Regions from separate parts of the Oryza sativa genome. Here region 2 is linked to region 1. The links are chromatin contacts, called in public ChIA-PET maps. All regions are on one chromosome and are shown on one strand. The core of a region is the stretch at or near the end of the contact, and the rest is flanking DNA. Distances in the headings are between cores, read along the strand shown.

Region 1 (7,002 bases), core at 1,888-4,387:
CTTAACAACGAGATTTTTTGCGGTCCCTTAACCACAAAACCAGAAATGTGTACCCCTAAACTCCTTCAACCCACTGGAGGTCCCTCGGCAGTATTTTTGCCCGGTTTTGCTGACGTGGCATCCTAGTTAGCAAAAAAAAATTTAAAAAGTATCTGGGACCCACATGTCAGCTGCACATTCTCTTTTCTCATCTCTTCTTCAGTGAGCCGGCTGGGCAGATGAGGGTGTGGCGACAGGCGGCGGTGCGGGCACAACGGCCCGCGGGGAAGAAGCGGGGGGAGAGGAGGCGGGCGTGGCGGCGGGCGGCGTGGAGCGAGCGTGCCAGCGGTGGCGGGAGAGGGGGAGAGAGGCGGCTGGGACGGCGGGAGCGGCGGGCAGGGCAGCGGGCGAGAGCGGCAGCGGAGCGGCGGCGCTCGTCATGCTCCAGCTCTTCACCGCCGGTAGCGTCGTCGTGTTGGTTGACCTCCACGAGCGCGGTAGGCGGAGCAGCGGTGGGCGGAGGGCGGCGGGCGATTACGACGGAGCGGGGGGCCTGGTCGGCGAGCGGCGGGGGGCAGGTGTGGCTGCGGAGCGGCGGCAGGCGGTCGGCGGCGACCTCTTCGCCGATGCAGCACGCCACCCCCTCTCCCGCCGGCCTCATCTAGTCATCTCCGCCCTTGAAGACGAGGTTGATGGGCTCCTCGTCGTCGTCGCCGTCCCCGGGTGGGAGCGGCGGCGCGGGGGGCTCGTAATCATCGTCGTTGAGCAGGGCGGCCTTGGCGCCCTTTTTGCCGGAGAGGAGAGAGAGCCGGCCGAGCTTCACTCGCGAGCTTGTCGGTGGCAATAGCGTCCCTCCGCGCGCAAGAGAAGAAAGGCCAAAAGCCTGTGAACGCATGCATGCTAGCTATGGGCTCTCAAGTGAGGGATACATGCATGCAGTAGAGAGAAAAAGACCAAAGCAAAAGCAGCTTGTGATTGATTTGCAGGCTCCTGCACGGGTTGAAAGTGACAAGATCGATCGAATATATATGTATATATTCATGAATGAATGCATATATGCATGTAACTCTAGGCCTCGCCCACGGCGACGACGGCGGCCACGGCTCGCGGCTGCTCGGCCCGCAGCCTCCGCTCCGCCGCCGCGCTCCGCTGCCTCCGCTCCGCCGCCGGACAGCCTCGCTCACGGCGATGACGACGGTGGAGAGCCGACGACGACGGCGGCCACGGCGCGCGGCTGCTTCGCCCGCAGCCTCCGCTCCGCCGCCGCGCTCCGCTGCCTCCGCTCCGCCGCCGGACGGCCGCGCCGCGTAGCCTCGCTCACGGCGCCGACGACGGTGGAGAGCTGACGACAACGGCGGCCACGGCACGCGGCTGCTCCGCCCGCAGCCTCCGCTCCACCGCCGCGCTCCGCTGCCTCCGCTCCGCCGCCGAACGGCCGCGCCGCTTTGCCTCGCTCACGGCGACGACGACGGTGGAGAGCTGACGACGACGGCGGCCACGGCGCGCGGTTGCTCCGCCCGCAGCCTGAAGGAGAAGAGGAGAGAGAAAAGAAAAGAGAAGAGGAGAGAAGGAGAAGAAAAGAGAAGAAAAAAGATATGCAGCTGACATGTGAGCCCCAAGTTTTTTTTTTAAATTTTTTTTGCTGACTAGGATGCCACGTCAGCAAAACCGGACAAAAATACTGCCGAGTGACCTCCGGTGAACGGTTTAAGTGAATTTAGGGGTAGACATTTCTGATTTTGTTGTTAAGGGACCTCAAAAAATCTCGCTGTTAAGTTGAGGGACCTCCGGTGAACTTATTCCTTGCGCAGGTGGATGGGAGATGCGTGTTTGGATCATAGAGAGTCAGACAAACGGGCCGAGAACACAAATTTTTTCAGCCATTCGTCTCATAGACAATCCCTTAAAAATTGTGTAATTCCTAAGAAATTGTATATTTCCGAATTTTAGTCTGTTTAGTAATATAGAAATGCAAGGGACTTGTATATAAAACTGAACTATTGTAATGGAGGGGATTCAATCAGTTCAATTTTTAGGTTGCGTTCCATCTTCACTTTTGAAGACAGATTTTAACGCATGTAAAACGAGAAACCTCGTTAGCACACGATTAATTAAGTATTAATAATTATACTTTTATATAGAAACTTTATTTTTACAAAACACACACCATTTAATAGTTTTAAAAGTACGAGTTTGGAGTTGAGAAAAAGAATGGATGCTTTAGGCTGTGTTCTTTCCTAGGTGATCTAAGTGATTGTTAGTGAGTTTTGCTTCGTTTTCCGCGCGCACGCTTCCCGAAATACTAAACGGTGCGTTTTTTGTAAAAAAAATTCTATAGAAAAGATGCTTTAAAAAATCATATTAATCCATTTTTTAAGTTTAAAATACTTAATAGTCAATTAATCATGTGCTAATGGCTCACCTCGTTTTGCGTATCTTTCCAATCTCCTCTTCTCAAACACAGCCCTAGTTATTCTTTTCAAGAGGGCTCAATTCCTAGTTGCTGGACTATGGTTGGTAATTTGGCACAGCTCGCTAAGCAGCTTGTGGTCCATGAAAGCCGGTGGCTTAATCCTAGCTACCGACCCATCGTTCTATAAGTAGGCCATATTTAGAGAGTTTCTCACGCGTATAGTTATTGCCTCACGTAGGATATTTAGCTGTCCGAAGCTCTTTGAAATAGTTGAGATTGTTATATAGATTACAAGAATCTATAGACTATAATTATAGATAGTTGTAGTCGGAAAATAAATCAGAAGTACAAGCTGCTTCTCACAATTTAAAATTCTTTGTATAAAAGGTTATCTCTGTAGCGATTCTCTACTATTTTCTTTCATCTTGCGTGCATAAATTTCGGAGTGAATTTAATGGCCAAAAATTTTCTCTCATCTCGCGTGCACAAATTTGGAGCTAATCCAATGGCTAAAAAAATTCGATACACGTTCTATAGTAATTTCCTTTTTTTTTCATGTTTTATACAATTATAAAGAAAAAAAAAAGAGAAGGAGGTGAGGGGCACGAAAAAAAATATTATGAGTCAATCATCGCATATACTTTAAAATAATATAAAAGAAGAAATAATATAATAATAAAGAAAAGCAGCTGGTCAATCAGGCACGGCGCATAGGCAAAAAGGCAAGGGCGATAAGGCTACACGTGCGTGGTTCCGTCGCTTCCCCCATCGCTCTCGCGGCGTCGCGTGTGTCGCCTCGCCACGCCGCGCCCGGACGCAGACGGCGTTATCGCCTTCGCCTTCCTTTCCTCCTCTTTTTTTCTCCCTTCTTCTTTCTCCTCCTCCCTTCCCTTCTCCCAATCTCCCCCCACTCATCCATCGTCCCCCTCTCCCTCTCCTCCCTCGCCCGCCGCCCCCCTCCCTCCCTCCCTCCCTCCCTCCCTCCTATCCCCTCGGATTCAGCGCCCGCCGCGGGCCGCCGGCGCCGCCGGAGAGTTGCCGCTGAAATCCCGGGCCGGCGTGGCCTTCCGTCCGAGCGCGACTCCGCCCAGGTAAGGGCCCCTGCCGCTGCTCCTGGTTATTGGTGGGCGGCGCGCCTCGGTGCCGTGTCGCGTACGCAACTCCTCGTCTGACAGATCGAGAATCACTATGCATGGTTTGTGTGAAGGAATTGGATGAGGAATGGTTGAATCATTGGGGGTTAATTGGTTTTGGTTTTGTTCTAAATGGATTAGGATAGGATTAATACCTGTTGTTCCTATGATAGTACTGGCTGTTGTTACTATGTTGCCGTCTGCTAAGTTGATAATAATTTCCTAGAATTGAGGGGTTTGAATTGGTTCGTTCAATTCGAGGGTACGGCATGGGATGGTCTGCTTAACTGTGATGATATCTTTGCGCGTGATTTATACTGCTATGTAACCTAGGACCTCCATTTCCTGTTACCAACTTGACCATGAATACCAGTGGGCAGTGGCACGGTCTTGATGGCACTGAAATTCCAATATCCATTCTTGAATGTTAGTAGGCGATTTGGAGCAGCTTGCAGGTGTAATTAGAACAGTGTTGTTTTTAGCTGTAATTGGCATGCCTAGGGTTGGGCATGACCAGTTTGATTTCCGGTTACTCTTGCACAGTGGTACTAGTTGGTAGGACTTAGGTTAGGTCATACTATGATGTTGATAAAAATATTTTATTACCGACACCATATTTTAATTAATATAGTGCTCCAAGGGTATGTGGAGCCTCCAGTGTCTGGTCATGCATAAAAGTATCTTCATTACCTTGATTTATTTGATTCGGGCACCATGTTGTCATGCTAAAACTTAATATTTTGGCAATACTAGTACCCTGAACATATGAGGAAGAATATTTTATGTAACAAATTCTGAGTGAATGCAAATGTTAGCAGCCACATCAATGACCACGATGGCAGAACATTTCTCGGGGGTGGGGGTGGGGACTGGGGAGTAATATGGACTCCTTCATACTTAATTAAGAAACAGGAAACTTGATGTTCTAAAAAATATTTCAAATTAATCTTAAGCCCGTTGCAAACCACACTTCTTACATATTGTTTTTTTTGTCAGAGAAGTGAAGTTGCACTTATAACTCAGGCAGCACTGATAGAAGTTAATTCAGTGGATGTGATTATTTTACGTGTCATTTGAGTCCTGCCTGAGATGGCTGTTGGAGTGACATCCCAGCTATTCCAAGGAGTGACTGCTACCAACCGTTTCTGCCAGACCAACAAATTCAGGGTGCAGATTGTTCACTCCTAATCTTTAATTATTAATCTGTTTTTATTTTCTGTGTCCTGACTCCTGAATGTTTATTTTTCCTAGAACCCAGATATCCGAAGTTCTCTCACATCAACTTCATTATCTTCGGTCCCTAATGTATGGTTTCTTCCTTTCAGTACTGTTAAGATAATATTATTTTTCAGTCACTGTTTATAGAGGTGTAGTGATGTTTCTTTTGTTATGTTTTACTGTAAGTCTACATATGTTTTACCTTTTTCTGCACCTAATATTTGTTCCTACTTGAAATTGTGCAAGTTAGTAGATTTTTTTTTGAGAAAAAAGTTAGTAGTTGTCATGTAGCAGAAGCAAATAATTATTTTAGAATAGGAGTGTGTACATATGTATGGCAGAGAATTATTTTGCTATCTATTTCTCTTTCACAGATGTATTTGACAGCTTTAGACTATCCAGATATCTTGCTGTTTGAAACTTAGTTTGAAATTCTAATAATATTTACACAACGATTGTCAAGTTACTGTTAGTCTTTCCTGTCAATTCTAAGCAATTGAAGTGATAAAAGGAATTAAATGCCGTGCTTGTTCTCACCATTTTGTAGATACATTAATTTTTGTTTGAGTTAATAAAGTGTAATTCATTTTCTTGAAATGGTCTAACAAGCTGCATTCACATGAGAGTGGGAGAAGATGCTTTTATCAATATGTTGTGGTATGAGAATTAAGTGAAATAATGAATATCTCATAACTTGTAAGTGTTTACCATCTGTCGATAGACTGAGAAATGGGGAATCTGTATTATGCACATATTGCTGAGTAGTATTGTGCGCATAGGGACACAAAGCATTTCTTTTATTACTACATAGAGATATTGCTGAGTAGTGTTGTGCGCATAGGGACACAAAGCATTTCTTTTATTACTACATAGAGTCATAGAGAAGAACCTATATTTGGTACACGAATAATATAACAGTTAATAGTTGTACTGTGTTTCCTTTTTTTTTTCTTTTGCATCATTCACTACAGTTTGTATTTGTCATTTGTTCTTTGTTATCCAATAGTATATAGTACTCCCTCCATCCCAAAATATAACAACTTCTTCACCAATATCCTTTTCCCAACCAATCACAACCATTCACCATTCTATTTTTCCACCTACCTCCATTTCTCAACCAATCACAAACATCTCCCATTTAATTCTACATACTTTCTTACTATCCGTGTCCAACTCTAAAAATCTTTATATTTTGGACGGAGGTAGTATTTGACTCCATTTATTTTAATGTTGTTTTTGCTCTATTATAGTAAACCTTAGAGAAATTCTCTTCATTTCTTTGCAGGGACACAATTGCTGGGGTCATAACATATTGGAGAGGAACTATAGGCCTATGCTATATGTGCCTTCTAGATATAGAGCCTTGGGTGTTAGATCTTTTGCATTGCCTGTTTCTTTGCAGGAAATCCCTTTGGTCAAGAGCACATCAGTGGCATTGACTAGGTAGTTTTGCTTGTCCTATCATGCTTGTCACCATAGTATTGTACATAAATCTGCACTGATGATCATGCTTGTCCCATCAGTAAACTGTTACTTGTGAAGTTTCCTGAATGCTCAGAAAGTTTGCACTGATGATCATGCTTGTCACCATACATAAATCTGCAGAATTTGATTTTCTTGCTGACTGTAAAATGGTATATGATCGTAAGTGTTTTGTAGTGGTATCTTATAGTACATTTGAATAGTACGCATCAGACTGGTGAGCAAGTTGATATCTTCCAGTATCTTAGGGTACTAGGGAACATTTAGTAGGTTTGTGATCTACTTCTCTTGACTGAGTCCCATGGTCTTCAATTATTTGTATAACATGTGATAATAATTTGCCTAGAATTTTAGCTTATTGGATGCTTTGAGATAGAACTATACTGAGACATTTTTCTTAAAAAATATCCACAATTAGTTTAGGATGCCTACTCACATTTTATGCCTCAACCAGTTTAAATTAACACTTTTTAAATAAGAATTTGCTTCTTATTGTAATTTCCGTATCACTATAAAATTTTACTTATTTCATGTCTGGAATTCTTTTTACCGATTCCTTATTTTCTCTTGACAGGTCATGTGACACTTTACTTGCAAATCCTGCTACTGCGCTTGTGGTTCCTGCAATTGGAATAATTGTCTTTGCTTTATGGGGATTCTTGCCTTTAATGAGGGACATTAGAAACCGTTTCGACGTATTGTTCTGTTACATGGCCTTATTTCTGCTTTTTATGTTTTGACTTGCTAAAAATATCATAACCAAAATGTACCTTACAG
Region 2 (6,378 bases), core at 278-2,777, 190 kb after region 1:
GGAGCTGGGTGTTGGGCCATGGTTGCGCTAGCGATCGGCACGTGAGGGGAGTATTTGCCCGGATTTCTCGCCCTAGTATCCTTATCGACGCATTCATGATATCTAGATTAATTCAACTGTCCGGAGGCATGGTAGAAGCACGCCCACCCCATGTGCGTATTTCATGACATGCTTTGGTCGCGGGTTTCTTTCTCGTTAGAAGAAGTTGTATCCGTCCCGGACATGTGCAATGCAGTGAGATCTTGAAATCTCATTAGTAAAAAAAATATTAAGGTTTTATATATGAAAATGGTATTAATAGAGCTGTTGCATAGTCGAGTAAAATACTTTTATGTAGCTATATTTTGTGAAAATGATATTAATAGAACATATCATAAGTTAAGATTATGAGCAAGCACGTGTAATGCTACTCCTAATTAATCAACTAATTAAGTTCTCCAGCTCTGTAAAGGCATCCACAATGTGATGAAATAGCAAGTAATAAGCTTATTATTAGGTATTAGCGGTTTTTGGTGGGTTTTATCTATTTTTTTAATTGTGCTATGGTTCATGTTTGGGGAATTTTTGTGGGTCCCACCTTATTACCCACTCTACATATGTACATTTAGGGATATCAATTTTACCTATGGGACCGGGTACCCACGAGTACCGCACGTACCACACGTAATGGGTATGGGTGTGGGTTAGATTTTATGCCCTTGGGTATGGCCGATCCAAACCCGATGTATTAACAGGTGTGGCGTGGGGTTTATTCTATGCACATGAGTGTTTCGTGGATACCCAAATATTTATGTTCATACATAAACTTTAGAAGATTGTGTGTCAACAGTCAACACTAACTAAAACATAAAACATAAATATGTAAGTGCAACAAAGTCATATAGTATTAATGGTTTAATCATTTGCTTTCTTTCTTAGTGACGAAATAATTTGTGATTACAGAATTTATGGATTTTGATTCATATTTAATGGCTATGCTCGGCTGGCGTTTACCACGGCTGCACTGCGACTAGCTATAGAAGTGAGCAGCCGTAGCGCTGCCACATGAATGGCTTCCGAACACGCCAATACTTTATGAATAATTATAACGTGTAGTATTGATTGTTTATGGTTTTATAGTTAATGGCTAAACATAGATGTTAAAAGTAATAGTTTATATGTATATGTTGTTGGAAACCTATGGTATATGATACTTGACGGGCATGGACATGGGTTTTTATTTTACGCCTGATGAGAGTAGTGGGAACGGGCGGGCGAGTAGTTTTGGGTCTTGGGCCAGGTATGTTCGATCCGCCCAAACCTAACCCGACTCACTGATGTTCCTATATACGTAGTGATGTCTTTTCAACTTATTATTATCATCTGACGGACAAACGTTGCTAGCACCTAATTTTGCAATAAACATTGAGATGCCCTAAACTGGATTAGGCGTACTGGCATGTGGGCGTAGTCACTGCATGTGGGCCAGCTCTAGAGATTTCTGGCTCGGTCCAGGATTTCACCGCACTTCGCACAGGCGCACCGAGCACAATACGCGAACGAAGGGAAAAGAAACCAGAGCTTACCCACCAGGCGCTTTGCGGCCAGCGACGACGAGGACGGAGGCGAGGCGCGCGCCGCGGCCGGAGATGTCGCAGAAGCGGCAGCCGGAGGAGAGCAGCGGCGGCGTCGGCGGAGGCATGGGACCCCCCGTCCCGGCCGAATCCGGGGCCGGGAGTTCCTCGCCGCCCCACCGCCGCGGGGAGCCCAAGCGCCAGAGGGTCCCCGCCCTCCGCGAGTATGCCCCCCCTTTCCGTTCTCTTGAGAGCTCGATTGGAACCCCCATGGTTGTGTTTGTGTGGCTGGTTATCTGATTTGGTGTCAGTGGTGGCTTTGCCTCCGCGCAGGGTGATCACGGAGGTGATGCGGAAGAGCAGCATCGAAAAGTTGTTCACGGCTATCGAGCCCCTCATCCGAAGAGTGGTGAGGCAGCCTATGGAACCTACTTATTTTTTCCATTTCTCACCCATGTGTCATGAATTCATGGAAGTTATGCCTTTCGAGTACATGTTTGATCTGTATCCCCTTTCATTCTGTTGGGGTTAGGGTTATCTTTTGTTGCTAACATGGCTTTTATATTGATCATTCATAATTCTATTCCAAGTTTCATCTGTATTTGGTGCAGCTAGCATGATTAGATCTGTTTTGAACTTGTGAATTACACAAACCCTACTTGTAGTTCCCAACTTAATGTGAGGAACCCTGTAAATCCATAAATTGAAACCTAGCAAGCATTTAAGCCATGGAAGACAAATCATTAATTCCTGACCTCTAGTTTTTGGACTCATTTGTTTCTATCTAGAAGATAGTATTTTCACTCAAAGCTGTTGAAAGTTTATCCTAAGTAGGATTTTCTTCAGCCATGTGTTATTTTTGGCTGTCCAATGATGGTCTTGATGTTCTACCCAATTATAATTTCTAGGTGAAAGAAGAAATCGAGTCAGCGTTTGCAAATCATGCCACTATGATGGCAAGGTACGACATTGTAACACAGTCTTAACTACCAATTTGACAAGTATCAGTCACTGTATAGATTCATAAAGTTAATGCAGCTTTCTTTAGTTTAACAACTTGTTTTTTTTATTTTTCCCATTAGAACTGTCATGGATGTTGTTCCATCTTCATCGAAAAATTTCCAGCTACAGTTCATGACTAAGCTTTCACTTCCAATTTTCACTGGCTCCAAGATTGAAGGGGAGAGCTCCTTAAGTATAACTATTGCTCTAGTTGACACTGTTACCAGAGAAGTTGTAGCATCAGGCGATGAGTCCCTGATGAAAGTTGAAATAGTAGTTTTAGAGGGGGATTTTGAAGGTGGAGAAGGCGATGACTGGACAGCTCAAGAGTTCAACAATAACATTATTAGAGCAAGGGAAGGTAAACGACCCTTGCTTTCTGGAGACATTTTTGTTGGCCTTATTAAAGGCATTGGTGCAGTGGGGGAACTATCATTCACAGATAATTCCAGTTGGACACGCAGCCGTAAGTTCAGGCTAGGTGCAAAAACTGAGGATGGTTCTTATAACGGAGTAAGGGTGCGTGAAGCAAAGTCTGAATCATTTGTGGTGAAGGATCATCGTGGAGAATGTGAGTTTGCTTATCAAATTTCAATTATTCTTTTAGTTCCCTGACTAGTGCTAGTTTCCTGATCCATTTGGCAGAGTTGTCCCTTTATTTTATAATTGCACATTTATCAATATGGAAATTCCTTCTTTTAGCACATATTTATCATAGACAGATAATTCTCTTTTACTACTATTTAAAATGATTGCCCTGTGCCATTTTTATTTTTCATTGTCATAAATGTAAAAAGGCGGTCAAATTTCAACTCATCTTTTGGAATTATTTTATTCATTTTTCCTAGTATACAAGAAGCACCATCCCCCTATTCTTGATGATGAGGTTTGGCGCCTGGAGAAGATTGGCAAGGAGGGAGCATTTCACAAGCGTTTGAATAGGGAGAAAATTGTTACTGTAAAAGAATTCCTCACTTTACTACATCTTGATGCTCCTAGGCTTCGAAAGGTACTATACTATACTGATCTTTGGATGCACTTCTCCATTTGTTCAAAGATAAAAGAATCTTTCTATGTTTGTATTTTGCATTCTTTTTTTGAGTTTACACAATCTGCCTATTGTTGCAATTCTTTCTATCGAATATTTACATATAATGTACTGATGTACATCAAACTAGAAAATCATCAGCACGTATTGGCGTGCTTCAAAATTTATAGCCGTGACATGATCAAAATAATTTTGCAAGTATTTACATAATTAATTTAATTATTGTAAAATCCCAACAATATTTGAAAATAACCCTATAATACGCTCTTTAATTTTGTTTTTATCAAAGTTTGAGAGTTGAAGTACAATAGTAATATATGCCTTATTATGTTACCTACTTGTTATTTAAAAATGCATGTTCAGTAAGAAATTACCAGCTTTCATAAATTGGAAAATTTTGTTTGTGAGCTGTTGGATTTTCAATAATTATCATAATCAATCGACCATATCTAGCATCGGAAATCGTCAGAGCGATACAGTGCAACTGATATCCGTTGGGTGCTTTCTTTTTCTTTTACATTTTGATTTTGAGTTTGGTTCTCTATTTTTTATATATATTTTGATTTCCAGTTGTGTTCTCTCTTTTTTTTGGGAGCTTCAATTTTAGAGATCTGTTTTTTTACATTTTGATTTTCCATTGTTTTCTCTATTTATTTTTTGAGCTCCAGTTTCAAAAACCCGCTCAAAAGCATCTGGGCTCTAGACTTGAATTGTTGATTGTTTTTCTCAAAAGAAAGTCTTGGCCCTATTATTTCTTTTGACAGCTATTTTTTTTCCACTATAACATGTAATTATTTATTTTCCAATTTATGGTATTTCTCCTAGTTTTTCCTAAATTTTGTGTAGTTTTGTGTTTCTCTGTGTCATGTTTATTCTAGGGGTAATAACTTTTGAGATCATCCGAAGGATTGAGGTGTTCTTAATTTAATTTATTGACTATACTTCTATGAGCTTGGAAGTATCTAGAGGATTGTAACCAGGAAAGCAGAGCGTAGCTAGCTGGCTAGCTGTAGGCTGCATCTTCTCTTTGTTCCACGTGTCAGCATTTTGTAGGTCCATGTGGACTAATCAGGTAGGGGAAGACTGGCCAGCTTGAGAAGTTACTGTTATGGTTGTCAGCATTATTTTGTTATGTTGAGAAATGTATAACCATGAAACTGTATGTTTCTTACATTTGAGTGAATCTATTGTTTTTCTGTGGTAAACATCGTTATGCTAATCTAAGCTAGTTTTTTCCTCAGTAAGCATATGTCATATTTCTATCTTTTTGCCTGAATTTGTAGATGATAGTGGCCGTTCAGCAAAATGTGTGGATATGTGACCTTATGCTCAAATTATGCAGATATTGGGCAGTGGCATGTCAACAAAGATGTGGGAGGTCACAGTTGAGCATTCAAAAACCTGTATTCTCCCTGACAAGGTGCATTTGTACTATCCAGACAGCCTAAGCAAAACAGCAGTCGTGTTCAATGTTGTTGGAGAAGTGAGAGGGTTAATATCTGAGAAGTTTGTTTGTGCTGATGATCTTAGAGAAAAGGAGAAGGTATTCACAATTTTTTATTCGACTTAGTTAGTTATAGAAGGTTCTTGTATATTTCCCCTTCACCAGTTAGGATATGGACCATCTTTTTTTTACCTTAACTTTTGCTCTTTATAGGCTGAAGCATATGCAGCTGTGAAGCAAGCGTATGAAAATTGGAAGAATGTCTTCACCTGTGACAATGAAACACTTCTGGCAAATCCTTCACAGCTCCTTGATGTGAGAACTACGTCATTGCATGAAAATGACTATGACCAGTTTCCTACACAAGTTTCTACCGATGGTTTTGGTTTGAGCCAGTCAAGCATACCATCACCTGACATTTTCTCAATTGATCCCTCGAGTGCATTGGATCCTTGTCCATTGGAAACTGCAGAAAACAATGAAAATCAATATCAGTCAGAGTTACCCCCACTTGGTGGCCATGCACCACCGCAAGTATCACAGACAGTGGACAAGTTCTCAAATTCTTTGGTTTATGAGGATTGCACCAGTCACCCCTCATTCAGTGAAGATTACTATCGTTGTTCAGATCCATCTGTATCCTTTGACACACAAGACCTTGGAGCTGCATTGAAAGGCTTCATTGCAACGATATCTAAGCCCAAGGCGTATAGAGGATGGAGGACATTGTCTTATGTTATAGGATGGATATTCTACACCAAGAAGATTGTTGCTATGAAAAGAAATGAACATGGGAAATAACGTTTTCGTTCACATGTTTATTCCTGTGGTTGTTTAGTTAAACCGTGAAATATATATAAGCGGAGAAAAGGAAATCATGTACATACGAGTTTGGCAGTCTTGAAATCTTTTTGGGCACAGCTGGCACGCTCTGCTGGTTTATGAGCTACATCCAGCATTTTTTCAGCATGAGCATTCAGCATTGCCTGTAAATAATCAGATGAAGTTTTGTGAATATAATCCGTAAATATTTGTGGATGGTTATCTTCAGCTAGTTCTTTGAATTTTGGCGACAACATTGTTCTTGCAACATTAGTTCGCCTTTCAAGCAATAACATTTTGAAGGATGTGTCTCGGTTGATGGTGCCCCCACGAAAGGCGGGCGTTGATACGATTGTGCAGGGAAAAAAACGAGATGCCCGTGCCGTGGCAACCAAACGGGCGTGAAATCATTTTGGAGAAATATTTAACCATTTCGAGCTGTAATTTCACTATCTTGCTTATCTTTTCGTGCTATACGGATGTCAAAGAGATGCCCGTGCCGTGGCAAC

Evidence for each region. ChIA-PET counts read pairs in DNA pulled down with a chosen protein or histone mark.
Region 2: a contact with region 1 is called in an RNA polymerase II ChIA-PET map of leaf, with 5 times the contacts expected there. The contact joins the promoter of LOC4333192 here to the promoter of LOC4333183 in region 1. A contact is called at or near these places in 1 of 15 Hi-C or Micro-C datasets (seedling) and 1 of 4 datasets of contacts at active chromatin or transcription factors (leaf).

What each region holds. Positions count from the first base shown.
Region 1 is chr3:18,658,760-18,665,761 of ASM3414082v1, forward strand. It overlaps LOC4333183 (mechanosensitive ion channel protein 2, chloroplastic), which reads left to right and starts at 3,138. Exons shown (of 14, transcript XM_015775791.3): 1 at 3,138-3,483; 2 at 4,527-4,692; 3 at 4,777-4,830; 4 at 6,029-6,186; 5 at 6,800-6,920. The coding sequence starts at 4,615.
Region 2 is chr3:18,852,930-18,859,307 of ASM3414082v1, forward strand. LOC4333192 (calmodulin-binding protein 60 A) reads left to right here and starts at 1,528. Exons shown (of 7, transcript XM_026023894.2): 1 at 1,528-1,777; 2 at 1,865-1,962; 3 at 2,462-2,514; 4 at 2,636-3,126; 5 at 3,404-3,564; 6 at 4,946-5,146; 7 at 5,261-6,091. The coding sequence starts at 1,777. The coding sequence ends at 5,848.